Regions from separate parts of the Mus musculus genome. Here all the other regions are linked to region 1. A link is a contact called in public Hi-C and HiChIP or PLAC-seq data. All regions are on one chromosome and are shown on one strand. The core of a region is the stretch at or near the end of the contact, and the rest is flanking DNA. Distances in the headings are between cores, read along the strand shown.

Region 1 (2,622 bases), core at 81-2,580:
ACGGCGCGCCGGCTCTGAGCTCAAAGGAACGCGCCCAGTAGGCAGGACTGTGCCCGCCGGAGTCTGACAGGAAAGGGGTGCCAGCGGCAGAGGCAGATGTCAGCATTGGGATGGAGGTGCTGAAAGAACTCCCCCAAAGCCAGCCATCCGCATTCATCCACTCCTCCATCACCAATACAGTCAGAGACTGACAGGGTGCGCCCCCAAATAGGTTTACCCGCGCCTTCCTCCCGGGGATCCTGCGCCCCCGCATCCTCCCACGGCACCCACTTTCCCGGCTGGCGAAGCTCCCAGAGGCGTTCGGCACGACGATTACCTTGAATGGCAGCGCTCCTCTGCGCTCGGTGCTGCGCCGGAGCCCAGAGTGGATCGGGATGGAGCAGGCGATGATCTCGGAGGAAAACTCCAAAAAGAGAACGATTCCTTGGGTAGCAGCCGGCGCCAAGGTTCCGAGGCTTCACGCGCGCCGGGGATCGCAGAACAGCTAGGACATGACACCGGAGCTGCTCTCGGATCTGGGCAGCAGCAGAAGAAAGGACTGGAGCTTGGCGTTGCCTACTCCAAACTTTGCTGGCGAGTAGTGAACACTCGCAGCGCTCAGGAACGCTGAGGCCCGGGGGCTCACGCCCGGCCCCCGCCAGCCCGGAGAGCAGTCGCCACGCCGGGCCAGGAACACACAGGCAGCCCCCGCGCCGGAGCTCTGGCGGCCGCGCGTTCGATCGTCCGTGCGCCCGTTCCGCGCCTGCCGCCGCCGCCGCTCGCCTCTCCCGGCTCTCTCCCCTCGCCGCCCGCGCCGCCGCCGCAGCCTCCTCGGGCGGGTCACGCCCCCCGCTGAAACCCGAGCCGTTTCCTGGACGGCGGCGCCCGCTCTGCCAATCAGCGCCTCGCGCTGGGGCAGTCCCGAGCCCCGCGCTGCCCCCGAAGCCTAGCAGCCGCAAAGAGACACCCGCCAGGCAGGCGAGGGGCCCCGCCGCGCTGCCCGCAGGGGTGCACAGATGACCTCTCGGAACCCTGTTGGTGAACGGCCTCTGTACGCCACTGCCCCAGTTCCTAGCCAGCTTTGGTGCACAGTGGATGCGTTACGTTGTTTTATGTCAAGTTAGGAAACAAATGACAGAATGCTGTGCAACTTCAGACACCTTAGAATAGGTCTGCAGCATACTGGGGCCAGACATTTCATGTCATGAAGCTTTGAGGGTGGAAGCAGCGGATGTTCGTGGGAGATGTTGCGTTGTCTTGTTCCTCTGAACAATAGACAGGGGACGAGTGTTTGGGAAACCCTCCTTTAGGAAGGGAACACGTGAATAGGTAATTGTACTTATCCGCACATCTGCCTGCAGAGTAACAGAACCAGATTCTGACAAGAAAACTGAAGATCGGAGAGGTTAACACAACCGGCTGCTGGATGAGCCCTTTAATGTGGCTGCCATGGGAAAAGGCAATCTACAACAGAAAACATCTTTAATAGTATCAATGTAGGTTAACATAAAGAAATCCAAAGGAGGGCTGGAGATGGATCAGCAGTTCAGAGTGCTTCCTGCCTTCTTAAAGGCCAAAAGCCAGTTGCTGGCTAAATATCAGTCCCTCACAATGGCCTGTAACCCCAGTTGCAGAGTCATCCAAAGCCTCTGGTCTCCTTAGGAAACTGCACTCGTGAACACAAAGATACAGGCATATAGTTTAAAAATAGAAATAAATATTTAAAAGAAAGTAGGGCTGGAGAAATGGCTCCGTAGTTTAAGAATACTGCCAGAGATTGGTTCAATTCCCAGCATCCACTTGGCTTGCTCACAATCACCTCTAAGTCCAGTTCCAGGAGTCCCGACGCCCTCTTCTGGCCTTCAGAGATACTGCATGCACAATGTGCAGACAGACATGCAGGCAAACATCCATACCAATCAAATAAAATGAAAATTAATTAATTAATTAATTAATGAGAGGGGGAAGAAACTTGAAAGAGTCTAGAGAGGTGTTGGAGATGTAGCCTAGTAGTAGAACGCTTGCCTTGCATGTACAAGGCCTGATCTCCATGCCACCTAAGAAAGAAACAGAGAAAGAAACAAAGAATCAGAAACAGAAAACACACTCACTCTACCAAAAACCAAGTCATCTGACCGTGAGCAAATTGGATTCTCTCCCTGACTCTTACACTCTTCTGTTGCAAAGCAGGATTCTTTAACTAAATGTCAGGCCGGGCTGTAATGATTGGCATCTCCCATTTGTCTCTCCCACTAGACTACCTTGAGATCATTTATCTTTCAGTACGCACTCCCTTTCTCTCTTTCATCCCTTGAGCAGTTGTGTTTAAAGTCAAGGCCATATAAATTGTAACTCTAGCACTCAGAAGTGTGAGGCAGGAGGATTGCCTTGTGTTTGGGGGCCAACTTGGTCTACATAGTAAGTTTGAAGCCAGCTACATTTTGTCTAAATAAATTGAATCTTAATTATTGGGTCAATTATTGAGGTCCCAGACCTCGCAGGATAAAGAGAAGTTCGGGAGCTTGAAAATGGTTTCAGGTACATGCTGAGTTTGTGTCAGCCCTGGGCTATATAAGATCCTGGCTCAAATAGGTCACTAAGTTCAGAAAAGCCTTAGACTCTCTCTGGTGCCTAAAGACAAAC
Region 2 (2,622 bases), core at 54-2,553, 220 kb before region 1:
GACATATGTGGAGGTCAGAGGGCAACCTTGAGTGTTGGTCCTCACCTTTCACCTTGTCTGAAACAAGATCTCTTTATTGTTTGCTGCTTCACACAGGACAGCTGCCTTACAAGATTCTGGGGCTTTTTCTGCCTCTGTCATCTCGTCACAAGGGCCCTGGGAATATAGACACATACCACCACTCTCAGCTTTATGTGCGGTCTGGGGATTTGAACTCGGGTCCTCACACTTGTATAGTAAGCACTCTACCCACTGAGCCATCTCCCCAGCATTCTATTTCCGCTTTCCATAAACACAAGTAGAAGGAGCTTAAGGATAAGAAACTGGTAGTCCTCAAGAAGCACTCTCAAGTTTCAAGCTGATCTGAATGGAAATATCCTTCTGAGGTTGGAAAATGTGGGCGCTTCTAGGTCGGAAAAAAAAAAAAAAGGAGAAGTGGAAGTATATGTCACCAGGAAGACTGTTTGCACAAAGTGCTCGGTTCAACCTAAACCAAAAAACTATGGAAACACATCAGAAACAGGACTATATGTCTCCTTCCAATTTCCACTGTGGTCCAGCCGTTCTGTGGAGGCACAAACCTTCAAAGTCTTGAGGTCTGTGTGTTAACTCTCCAAGGCTCTTCCACCCACTAACCAATAACTCACAAGTGGAATTCATCTTGCACTTTGGTTCTCCGCATTTCTCAAATCAGAAATGAATAGGAAGAGAGCATAGCTAACTCACCGCAAAGGCAGCCGTTAACAACCCAACACAGTGCCCCACCCTCACCAACACATTATCCGGGTCAGTTTCACATCTCCATGGGAATGACTGATGGCTGAAAGTAGTTTTTGATCTGTGAGTTTCAGTCTGCTTCAAAGTAAAGCTTTTCAGAGCCTGCTGTGGCCACTAGGACCAAGCAGGGATTTCAAAGGTCCGGAGGACTTAGAAGGCCCTGGGATCAGCAGCACCACTCGCTGGCAGAGCCATCAACCCATTTCATGGGGCCTAATGTGAATTACTCCAGGAGAAACCTCCCTGAGCGGTGCACCAACTTTCTTCCATCTGGAAACAAGGCTTTAAGTAGAAATGTAAAATCCTTGGGAGAGCTGCTTACATTTTGGCTTTCTTAGAATTCCATTGTTTGGCCCAATTCGGAGAGGTCAAAGGAGGAGGGTTTAGAGGGGCAAGGGGCCACAGGGCTCAGAGTTACAAAGCCCAGGGCCCCATTGTTTTCCGGGCTGGCTCCCTCCCTGCTCTCTTCTGAAGTGGCCAATTGGGCCAGTCCCCCTCCAGGCCTCTTGGTTTCTGAAAGGCCTGGCATCCACTCCACAGAATGCAGTAGGAGGAATATTTAGGTTCCCCGACACAATGGTCCAAACAGCTTCTCTCCAGGACTGGACATCAGACAAGAAAAGCGACCAGCAGGCCCCAAAGCTCTCTTCCCAGCAGCAGACTTTTAAATAAAGTCCTCTGGTGTCCCTCGGCCTTTGCACTTGTTTGACCAAATGGGTTAAACATTAGTGGTATCTTTATTATGGCTTTTGGCTCTCCTGGAAACCTCCTAGGGAGGTGTGTGTGGGGGTGTGTGTGACAGAGAAACACACACAACATGGTGCATTTTACCTCCTTGTGGAATAAAAGGACAAGTGGGAGAGGGAAGAGAGGGGGCATTGTCCCATTGTCACTCAGAGGTTTATAAGAGAGCAAGGACGAGAGCTTTGAATGAACTGAATCAGCCAATGGAAGACACACTAGTGCAAAGCTATAAGCTTTTCTATGGGGCACAGATCATAAGGAGAGGGCAAATTAGGGCTCTCTGTGGGAGAAGTTTCTTGGAGATTCATAGTGGGTTTGAGGCCATGTCTGAGAGTTGGATTGAGTCTTTACAGATTTTAAGATTGGAGATAGTTGATAGTTCTTCAAAGCTCTCCAGCCTCCATTGCAAACCATGAAGGAATGTTAAGAGTTGTCTCTCTGCCTAGGGAGGGTTTCACAGAGACACACATGTACACGCATATACACACAGTCCTCATCTTAGGATGGCTCAACTGAACAACTTTGTCAATTTATGATGGTGCCTATCAGTGAGCGTCACCATGACAAGGGGACTCGGAGGCTCCTCTGGAATGCACTATGCAGTATTGTTGTGGTGTTTATTTGGCTGCTCATACATTTTCTGCTCATGACATTCCCATTTTATGATGGGCATCGGCAGAATGTCAGCCCAGTACACCCATCACAGGTTGAAGTCTATAGGCCAAGAAGCATCTGCATCAGATTATAAAATTCCTACCACACAAAAAGGAGTATTATCATTTGTCAGATTATATAGAAAAGTAAGGAGCCAGATAAGAGCCATTGCTGATCCCAACAAGAAAGCTTACTCCTTGCTGGGATAGCCTCTGAGCACCGCCAGTTCATCTCCTTATATGAAATAAACCTTAAGAGGCAGATCTTAAGACTACTTGAAGGTACTTTCTCCAGGGGCAGGGGTGCTAAGCAATCCAGAGGCAGTGAAAGTCCCCGGGGGCCTTTAATAGGCTTTCCCTGATGGAGATCATGTATGTGAATGACCCCTGGTGCCCAGCTGATGACATCACTAGATGATATAGGTCCAGGTCAAGAGGAGCCTGTGTC
Region 3 (2,622 bases), core at 52-2,551, 200 kb before region 1:
ACCAGCTTTGTTCCAGATATGTCCTCACTAAGTAGCTTTAGAATAAAGGAAGAGGGGAGGGGGGATTAAAGTTAGCCAAGGAGTAATGAAGTTCTTTTGTATTCTTTTTTCCCAAATCAAAAGTTCTTGGAGGACCAAATGACTCTTCCTTCTGCCTTACCACAAGAAATCTGGTCCTAGCACTTAGGGATGGATGTCTTTGTTCAACTCGTCATTGGCATCCTTCAAACTGCTGCCTATGCCTCAACTCCATCTCAAACACCCCAGACCCATAAGCTACATCCAGTTGGCCAAACACTGGTTGGTTACTGTCTTCTTGCTACCACGACTCTCTGAGGCCCTTCTACATTCCACTGTAATTACTTCTTTTTGTTCGTTTGTTTGTTTGTTTTCAGTTCTCATTTTGTTTCCAGTGCTAAGACTCAGCCCCAGAGAGGTAGCAGAGCCCCTTTGAGTAGGATGGTGTTATGAGGTGTTCCATCCTCACCATGAATGTGCCCTACACAGGAGACCACCTACTATCATTCCCTGCTTCCAGGTTCCTGTTTGGGACAAGGCCAACCCCCAAACAAACAAACACTTCCCCATCTCCCCATCTGCCTATTCCTGAGCCAGGCTCCCCTGTCCCAGGATACCCAAGTCCCTTGAATGAGACTCTGTCCTAGTGCGTGGAAATGTCAGCCTAGGGAGAAAATGGAAATTTTCTTCTCAGTAATTCCACATCGCTCTCCTTAAGTAACACTTCAACACTGCTTGGAACTTTGTGGCAGTTACAGGGAGGTATGCTTATCTGGGTCAAAAGACATTTACTAACTCTATAATGCAGTAATTCAAGAAACCCAGCACTAACACATAGAAGCCACTTTAAGACATATTTCTCTTCCTCCCCCCTCCACGGCCTTTAAAAATATGATCATTTAAAAGCCCTTCTCCTTCTCCTAAAGGGACAATTCTCCTCCCCCCATGAAGGGACCAGACCACGGGAGCACAAGGGATCTTCTATAGTGTGTGGAACAAATAGCTAAGACGTTTATTGATTCTCCACTTACTCCCTATTTCATTATGTCCATAAAATCCATTATAATTTTTAGTATGATAAATTTCAGACAACTTATAACTCTAACTGGTGACTTGGCAGTTAGTAAATCATTTCTTATTTCTAAAGAACACTCAAGGTATCCATTAAATAGGAGTGGAACAGTAAATGTTGAAGCTGAGGCTGGAGCTAGCGCTGAGGCTGCCTCTAGGTCCCCACCAATCAACTGTGGAATGCAAACTTCTGAGAGCCTTGTCACATCTGGTTCGGGTCGCTGACGGTGCACAGTGGCCTGTGTTCATTACCATCTAATAACCGCCTGGCCTCTGTCAAGGCTGTCCAGAGTCCAGACGGCAGCCTGACACCACATCTGCAGATCTCGGCATCCTCCAACCCCTGTCCTTGTGACCTCCTTGTTGGCTAGCACAGTGTCAAGGGCATTGTAAGGCTGCCAATGTGTGACTTAGAGCTGCAGATGTCAGTTCTAAAAGATACTCTGTAGATCACAGGCAAACCTGCCTATCCTACCATTCACATATTCACAGAGTGGAGACAGGAGAAGGCATATCTTGGAATAGTTGTAAAGAGTCAATGGGTTTACCTGTGTGACTCCCTCACAATAAATACTGGTACCTTGGAGGTGCTACAGCTGTTTCTTGAGTAACTAAGGAAGGAAAATGCTCTGTTAAGTATCAACAGTGGTTCTGGATAGTTTTTGTTTGCTAAAGTTGAGGAATCTACATCGCTCTCTCCCTTCCTTCCTTCCTTCCTTCCTTCCTTCCTTCCTTCCTTCCATCCTTTCTTTCTTTCTCTCTTTCTCTTTCTTTCTTTCTTTCTTTCTTTCTTTCTTTCTTTCTTTCTTTCTTTCTTTCTTTCTTTCTTTCTTTCTCTCTCTCTCTTTCTCTCTTTCTTTCTTTCTTTCTTTCTCTCTCTCTTTCTTCCTTCACTTTCTTTCTTTCTCTCTCTCTCTCTCTCTTTCTTTCTTTCTTTCTTTCTTTCTTTCTTTCTTTCTTTCTTTCTTTCTTTCTTTCTTTCTGTTTACTATTTGAGACCCAGTCATACACTGTAGCCCAAACTGGCCTGAAACTTACTATGTAGTTCAGGCAGCCCTCAAGTTCACAGCTATCAATCTTCGTGGTTCTACCTCTAAATAAAATCTTACACATGCACACACACACACACACACACACATGCACACGTTTATCTCATCTTATAGACATTCAATGAAAGCCTTCTCGATCACGCACATATTACAATAGTATTTGCTACACCTTACAGTTGAAGATTCATCACCTCTAGTTACAGTGGGGTTTTTTGGAGTGGTTAGGATGGCTTTTCTAGGCAGCCTCTGTATGAGGGCTCATGGCCAAGACCCTGGACAGCTGTCAATCAACCCTGCAAGTGCTGAGGACACAGATTGAGCCCAGTGAGCAGGAGATACTACAGAGACTTTGATCTAGCCAGCTGGGGGTTGGGGGGAGTTCTGAAGCAAATAGTTACTTAAGCTGGAATATGATTGTCTCTGCAGTCCTGTGACTTCACTGAAAGGACTTTGGATGCCTATCTGTGAATTTGGATGAGGAGTC
Region 4 (2,622 bases), core at 66-2,565, 170 kb before region 1:
CATCTGCTTCATTCTGAAGCCAGCAACACCAGGGGCCCCAGTTGCAGCACACACACCTTGGCCCAGTGGACTAAAACAAATGCTGATGTCCTGTGTATCAGGGGAAGGCTTGGCATGAGGGAAGAGGACAAGTAGGGTCAAACAATACCCGAAGACAAGATAATGGTAGACGGGGACAAACTTGGCCTCTGGACTGTGGCTTCCATACAGTAGTCTTAGCAGGAAGCAGCAGCAACATCTCCTAGAAACTCAATGGAGACATCAAGCGCTCACCCACTGAAGACCTACTCAATCTGAGCCTCGTCAGCCTTCCAGTTACAATAGGGGCATGAGAAGGGGCCTTAGCCTTCAGTGTATAGTGGACTCGTGTGGGACACTTCCAAGCCGAGGCTCAAGTTGGGGTCTACTTCGAGGTGATCTTGATTTTAGGGATTGATTGGCTCCATCTAAGATCAAGCCTGGGGACTAGCATTCCACCCCAGGGGCGTATTGGATCCTGAGGACCATCCAGAAAAGATCACTGCCAGATGCTTTGTTCATGGATTCAGACTCTCCAAGGGGATTTAAGCATCCCTACTTCTAACCGGTGTCCTCTGCCCAGATGACTGCAATGTACCTGTCCACTTTGAGAAACATTCCCTTTGGAATTTGTTTTACAGTTAGTTCTTCTCAGCATTGTGTAACAGGATCAGTCTCCTAACCCTGGACCTCCTTCAACCTCATATAATTCCATAGATGATGGTATATGATGTTCCACCAGCCATTCAACAAATAGCATCTCACGTGCCAACTCCCTTCCGTGCGCTCATCTAAATGAGAAGAAAAAGGAAAGCAAGGGCTGGCAGTGCCCTGGCCGCCTGTGGCCATGACTGTGCGAGGACAGGGACATTAAAATAAGAAAGGGGACATCCAGGGAAGAAATGGAAGAGTTACTTTTTAAGTGCGCTTCAGATAATAAAAGGTGAGTCAGTCAAGAATCTCTTTGGAAATACCCAGGACGCTCTGCCCACAGAACAGTAAACATGCTTCCCTTCCCACGCTAACCCTGGCCCACTTATTCCTACGGAGGTTAAGCAAACAATTTGTTTTGTCTTTTGAGAAAAAAAGGGGGGGGAGGTATAGACATCCATCACCAGGGGAGAAAAATTAAACAGCAGTAAGCCAGCTGAGATGCTTCCAAGAGAGATAAAGGCCAGAAAGAGAGTAAACTGGGGCGGAGAGGAGGCCGAGGAGAACGATTAACCCATGCACACACTGTGTACCCTGGCAGCTGCAGAGACTGGGGCCAGAAGGGTGAGGCCCGCTCGCCGCTGCCAGGGCCAGGGCTGAGCTAGCTCTTGGAATGCTAAGTCAACAGCTCCGACACACTGTTCTGGTTGGAGCCTTGGGCTCTCTCACTAGCCTGAGAAATGGACAGATTGTAATTACTTCTTCACATGGCACTCTCCTCTAGAGAAGAGCTCCCAAGGAGCTGAAGTGACTGTCACCAAGCCCCTGGCTGCTGGCATTGGGCATAGACCACCTGGCATGAGCCACCTGGTAAGTGACCCTACAAGACATCTTCTGTAGCTTTACATAAATAGCCTGTTCTTCAGAGGAGATGGCAAATGTTCCAGAATTTTCCCATGCACCTGGATAGCAAAGGGGATTAGGGACCTTCGCTATCTGAAGGTTCAGGGCATACACTCTGAGCTGCACAGTGGAATGACTGTCAGGTTCCCTCACCCCACTAATGTTGAGGTGGACCTTAGAGTAGAACCTTAGGCGGAAATAGGGTTCTTGGGTTCAATGACTGAAGTAGAGGTGGAGATGAGAGCACCTTAAAATAGACTAGACCTTAGGTCCAAAGAGATAGAAAAAGACACAGAAAGGGGAGCCACAAGAAACAGAGGGAAGGATATTGGCACATCCTGAAAGGCCCAGCGCTCAAAAACTGGAATAGATAGGGACGACTCCCTTTAGCCTTTAGGGGAACCAATGCCTTGATTTCAGATTTCTGGGCTCCTAGAACCATGTGACAATACACTGCTGATATTGTGAGCCCGAAACAAGTCAGTCAGCAGCTCACTATGAAGGTAGGGGGACAGGAAGGCAGGTGCTGGGGCACTGGAGTTTAATCTTCACGACTGCCTTGGCCGGATGTGGCCGTGCACATGACTAGCAAGGATAGTGATGGGCAACGGAGGGGCTCAGAGAGCCACTCAGGCTGATGCTTCCAAAGGAAGGGATGTGACACACAGAGGTGCCGACAGGTCTGCCCCAGAGAGCAAGCCACACCAAGGTTGGAGCCCTATAGACACCACCTGGGTTCAAGGCCTTCACCACTGAAGACCAGGCAGCCCCAGTCCTGCTTCTGGGAACAACGCTGCTGCACATCTCGGCAGAACTCTTGTTGATGAGGAACGCGGCACCTTTTCAACTACAAAGACCCAGAGAGGCAGAACGCAAAATCAAAGGAGCACATGAAAGAGCCGCCTGTGTGCCAGACACGATGTGTGAATTCTCCTTCTAAAGAGAAAGAGAATAGTCACCTTCCTCTATAGTCACATCTTTGATTCTGTTTTAAGATGACAGTAAACAATATTTGCATTGGACACTGGCATGTTAAGATCTCAAGAAAGC
Region 5 (2,622 bases), core at 61-2,560, 140 kb before region 1:
GAGCATACCACTGTTCAAGTAGCATTTTTGTGTTAAAAGTTAGACATTTTCATCTAGCATCACCCCAAAACAAAAACACATCACCTGCTATTCTTGGTCCCAAGCTCATTGGAAAGCAAACCGTTGATCAGCCCAGCGCTGGAGGACTTGACATCAGAAAAGAGCTTCTCACAGGACAGCTCAGAGCTGTGTTTTATGGGCAATTTCTGAGATTTTCAAGGGTAATTTCCACCATATGTTTTTCTCAGATCACATGATGGCTTTAGCTTCTATCCTCTGAGTTAAATGTGATTGTTCTCTAACTGACAGCATGGCCAGCTTCTGTGTTCCAAAAACAAGATCCAATGTTACTAGAAGACACTCTCACAGCAAACTCCCTGATCCTCTGGCTCTTCCAGTCCACTTCCTAGTAATGTCAGAAGCTACAGCCAGAAGTCTTAGCAGGGAGGCTGCCTAAACACCAGCTGAATGACACAAAAGCAGCAACAGACACGATGCAGCACACAGGGGGGGAGTCAATGAGGACTCAACCCTACACCAAGAACTATGGGCAACTAAGGAATGCTGACAGTGGGAGAAAGAATCTTCCCCAAGGAAGAGCATACCAACTGCTTATCTGATACCAAATGGTGAGCTCTGAAAACGTACATACGTACTGGTAACTTTGTACAGACTGAGGAATATATATACTTAGGAATATATACGCATATGTATATATACATAACACACATACAACTAATGAAGAAAGAGGCAGTGGATTGGGAAGAGAGCAAGGAGGGGTATATGGGAGGGTTTGGAGGAAGGAAAGGGAAGGGAAAAATAATGTGATTACATCATAATATAATCTCAAAAAAAAAAAAGACAAAAGATGGCTCTCTCTCATCCAAAGTGGCCGAAAATGCCTCACCTTCTCCTCCTGAATGTCCATGATGCTTATGTTTGCTACATGGGGATACAAGGAAGGTGTGTAGGTGCTCTGAGGGTGATTGCACAGGAATCTCCCACAAACTGGGGCTTAGTAGGGCTACATGATTATCCCCTGTTCTGTGGCTGAGCTGGGGGCCTGGTGGAAGGGTACATAGGCTTGGGATGGGGGTGGGGGTGCGGCTGGAATCCAAATCCCCAAGTTTCACCCACTTCACCATTTCGACTAAATCACTCTCATCAGCTTACCTCACCTGCATCTTTTCCGCCGGTGCTAATTTAGGTCTTCAGTTTGCATCCAATTTAGTCCCTTATACTCAGGCAGCTTTCTTGCCTGCAAATTCCCCTGAGGAGGCCTTAAGATGACTCCTGCCCAGAAATTACTGCCTTCAGCCTGCGCGCACGAGCCCAGGCATTCCTCAGGGTCCTGGCTCCACACCATGACATCGCCAACCCCCTTGGCCGGCAGCTTCTCCACCAGCCCACTGACATTTCGAGCCCCTCTCTAAGCCCCTTGGTAGCACAAATGCCGCTTGCTTCGGTGGCTACCTGCAGCTCTTGTTATTTTCCTGTCATTGACTTCGTGCTGGGCTTTCTAACCACCCAATCCAACTTCCCCGCTTTCATTTCTTTTTCTGTCCTTGGAATCCGAAGCATCTCCCGATTTACTACCATCTGCTACCTTAATTAATAGGCTGTTTACCTCCCCTGTAGGACCTTGCAGAGATTCTCTTGGACGCCGTCCCTGACTCTGTGGAGTTGCAGGCTCTCATTAGTCGTGGTTTATAATCCAGCCTTCAATCTATCTGACAGCTTGCATCTCCAAGCCAATTTGAATTACATTTTTTTCTCATAGGATTTCATAAGACACAAATACGCTTTATTCAAACCTGGAACAAATTACAGTTACAAGATTCCCTCTGTCCAGTTCTTTTATAATTTGAAAGGAACCAGAAGAGGAGGAAGGGGGACAAAAAAAAAAAAAAAGAGTATTAATCTGGTTTGCTCGATATAAATTCACTGAGTTCTCTGCGCCGAAGTCTCGGGATTTTACTGCAAGCAATTTTCTTTCTACATAGCATAGTTGGGTGCCTTCTACCTCCCTCCATGCCACCACCCTCATGGGCAGACTTCCACTATACCCACGGCAATCACACAAATCTATGGCCAGAGAACAAATGAAGAGAGTGACTTTTTCAACCTGAACTGCCAGTGTTCTTATATCAAAGATGGTGACTTGTCTATAAGAGAAAAGAACTTGTGGTTAGTCCTTGTTGTTGTTGAGCTGAGGAGATGGCTCGTCAGATCAAACACTTACTTACTAGGCAAATTTGAGGACCCATGTTTGGATCCCAAGACCCACAGAAAAGCCAAGCTCCGTAGTGTGCATCTGTAATCCCAGGCCATCTGTGAAGCGATGGGAGCCAAAGTCAAGAGGTTCTCTGGAAGCCTGCAGGCTAGCCTCACACAGGCAATGCAGAGCAATGCTGTCTCAAAGTAGAAGGCAAGGATTGACAATGGAGGTTATGCCCTGATCACACGAGTGTGCTGTGGCATGCTCATGCTTGCACTTACAAATACACACACACACGCACACACACACACACATTTGAAAATGACTTTTTAGAGAATTTTTGTCAGCTGGGTGATGGTGGTACACACCTTTAATCCCAGCACTCAGGAGGCAAAGGCAAGCAG

Evidence for each region. A called contact is a pair of places that touch in the nucleus more often than the background predicts. HiChIP or PLAC-seq counts read pairs in DNA pulled down with a chosen protein or histone mark.
Region 2: an H3K4me3 HiChIP or PLAC-seq map of stem cell-derived neural progenitor cells shows a contact between it and region 1, with 71 read pairs. The contact joins the enhancer-like site here to the promoter of Fgfr2 in region 1. A contact is called at or near these places in 2 of 39 promoter capture datasets (cancer-associated fibroblasts and embryonic stem cells), 4 of 484 Hi-C or Micro-C datasets (cortical neurons, liver and uterus), 20 of 115 datasets of contacts at active chromatin or transcription factors (the NIH/3T3 cell line, craniofacial prominence, embryonic forebrain and 10 more) and 3 of 9 other capture datasets (adipose tissue, liver and pancreatic islet).
Region 3: an H3K4me3 HiChIP or PLAC-seq map of embryonic limb bud shows a contact between it and region 1, with 4 times the contacts expected there. The contact joins the enhancer-like site here to the promoter of Fgfr2 in region 1. A contact is called at or near these places in 3 of 39 promoter capture datasets (Sertoli cells, cancer-associated fibroblasts and embryonic stem cells), 22 of 484 Hi-C or Micro-C datasets (cerebral cortex, cortical glia, cortical neurons and 14 more), 17 of 115 datasets of contacts at active chromatin or transcription factors (the NIH/3T3 cell line, craniofacial prominence, embryonic forebrain and 9 more) and 3 of 9 other capture datasets (adipose tissue, embryonic stem cells and pancreatic islet).
Region 4: a contact with region 1 is called in a Hi-C map of the AML12 cell line, with 5 times the contacts expected there. The contact joins the enhancer-like site here to the promoter of Fgfr2 in region 1. A contact is called at or near these places in 2 of 39 promoter capture datasets (Sertoli cells and embryonic stem cells), 1 of 15 datasets of contacts at CTCF or cohesin (embryonic stem cells), 24 of 484 Hi-C or Micro-C datasets (the AML12 cell line, differentiating embryonic stem cells, embryonic fibroblasts and 7 more), 19 of 115 datasets of contacts at active chromatin or transcription factors (the NIH/3T3 cell line, a beta-TC-6 cell line, craniofacial prominence and 9 more) and 3 of 9 other capture datasets (adipose tissue, embryonic stem cells and liver).
Region 5: a Hi-C map of uterus shows a contact between it and region 1. The contact joins the enhancer-like site here to the promoter of Fgfr2 in region 1. A contact is called at or near these places in 8 of 484 Hi-C or Micro-C datasets (cerebellar granule neurons, cerebral cortex, cortical neurons and 3 more), 9 of 115 datasets of contacts at active chromatin or transcription factors (the NIH/3T3 cell line, craniofacial prominence, embryonic forebrain and 5 more) and 1 of 9 other capture datasets (embryonic stem cells).

Annotation. Positions count from the first base shown.
Region 1 is chr7:130,265,478-130,268,099 of GRCm38.p6, forward strand. It overlaps Fgfr2 (fibroblast growth factor receptor 2), which reads right to left and starts at 1,331. Exons shown (of 18, transcript NM_010207.2): 1 at 317-1,331. RefSeq lists a promoter at 664-889.
Region 2 is chr7:130,047,073-130,049,694 of GRCm38.p6, forward strand. No RefSeq gene overlaps it. Among named protein-coding and RNA genes, the nearest start is that of Gm23847, 13 kb to the left of the region's middle. Within about 2 kb of position 1,304, at least 13 of the 459 cell types and tissues checked have an H3K27ac peak or open chromatin away from gene starts, as enhancers often do.
Region 3 is chr7:130,063,335-130,065,956 of GRCm38.p6, forward strand. No RefSeq gene overlaps it. Among named protein-coding and RNA genes, the nearest start is that of Gm23847, 30 kb to the left of the region's middle. Within about 2 kb of position 1,302, at least 10 of the 459 cell types and tissues checked have an H3K27ac peak or open chromatin away from gene starts, as enhancers often do. A contact at or near this core is called in craniofacial prominence and embryonic limb bud, where this site is marked.
Region 4 is chr7:130,097,631-130,100,252 of GRCm38.p6, forward strand. No RefSeq gene overlaps it. Among named protein-coding and RNA genes, the nearest start is that of Gm39096, 4.0 kb to the left of the region's middle. Within about 2 kb of position 1,316, at least 19 of the 459 cell types and tissues checked have an H3K27ac peak or open chromatin away from gene starts, as enhancers often do. A contact at or near this core is called in the AML12 cell line, adipose tissue and uterus, where this site is marked.
Region 5 is chr7:130,128,106-130,130,727 of GRCm38.p6, forward strand. No RefSeq gene overlaps it. Among named protein-coding and RNA genes, the nearest start is that of Gm39096, 35 kb to the left of the region's middle. Within about 2 kb of position 1,311, at least 27 of the 459 cell types and tissues checked have an H3K27ac peak or open chromatin away from gene starts, as enhancers often do. A contact at or near this core is called in cortical neurons, nephron progenitors and uterus, where this site is marked.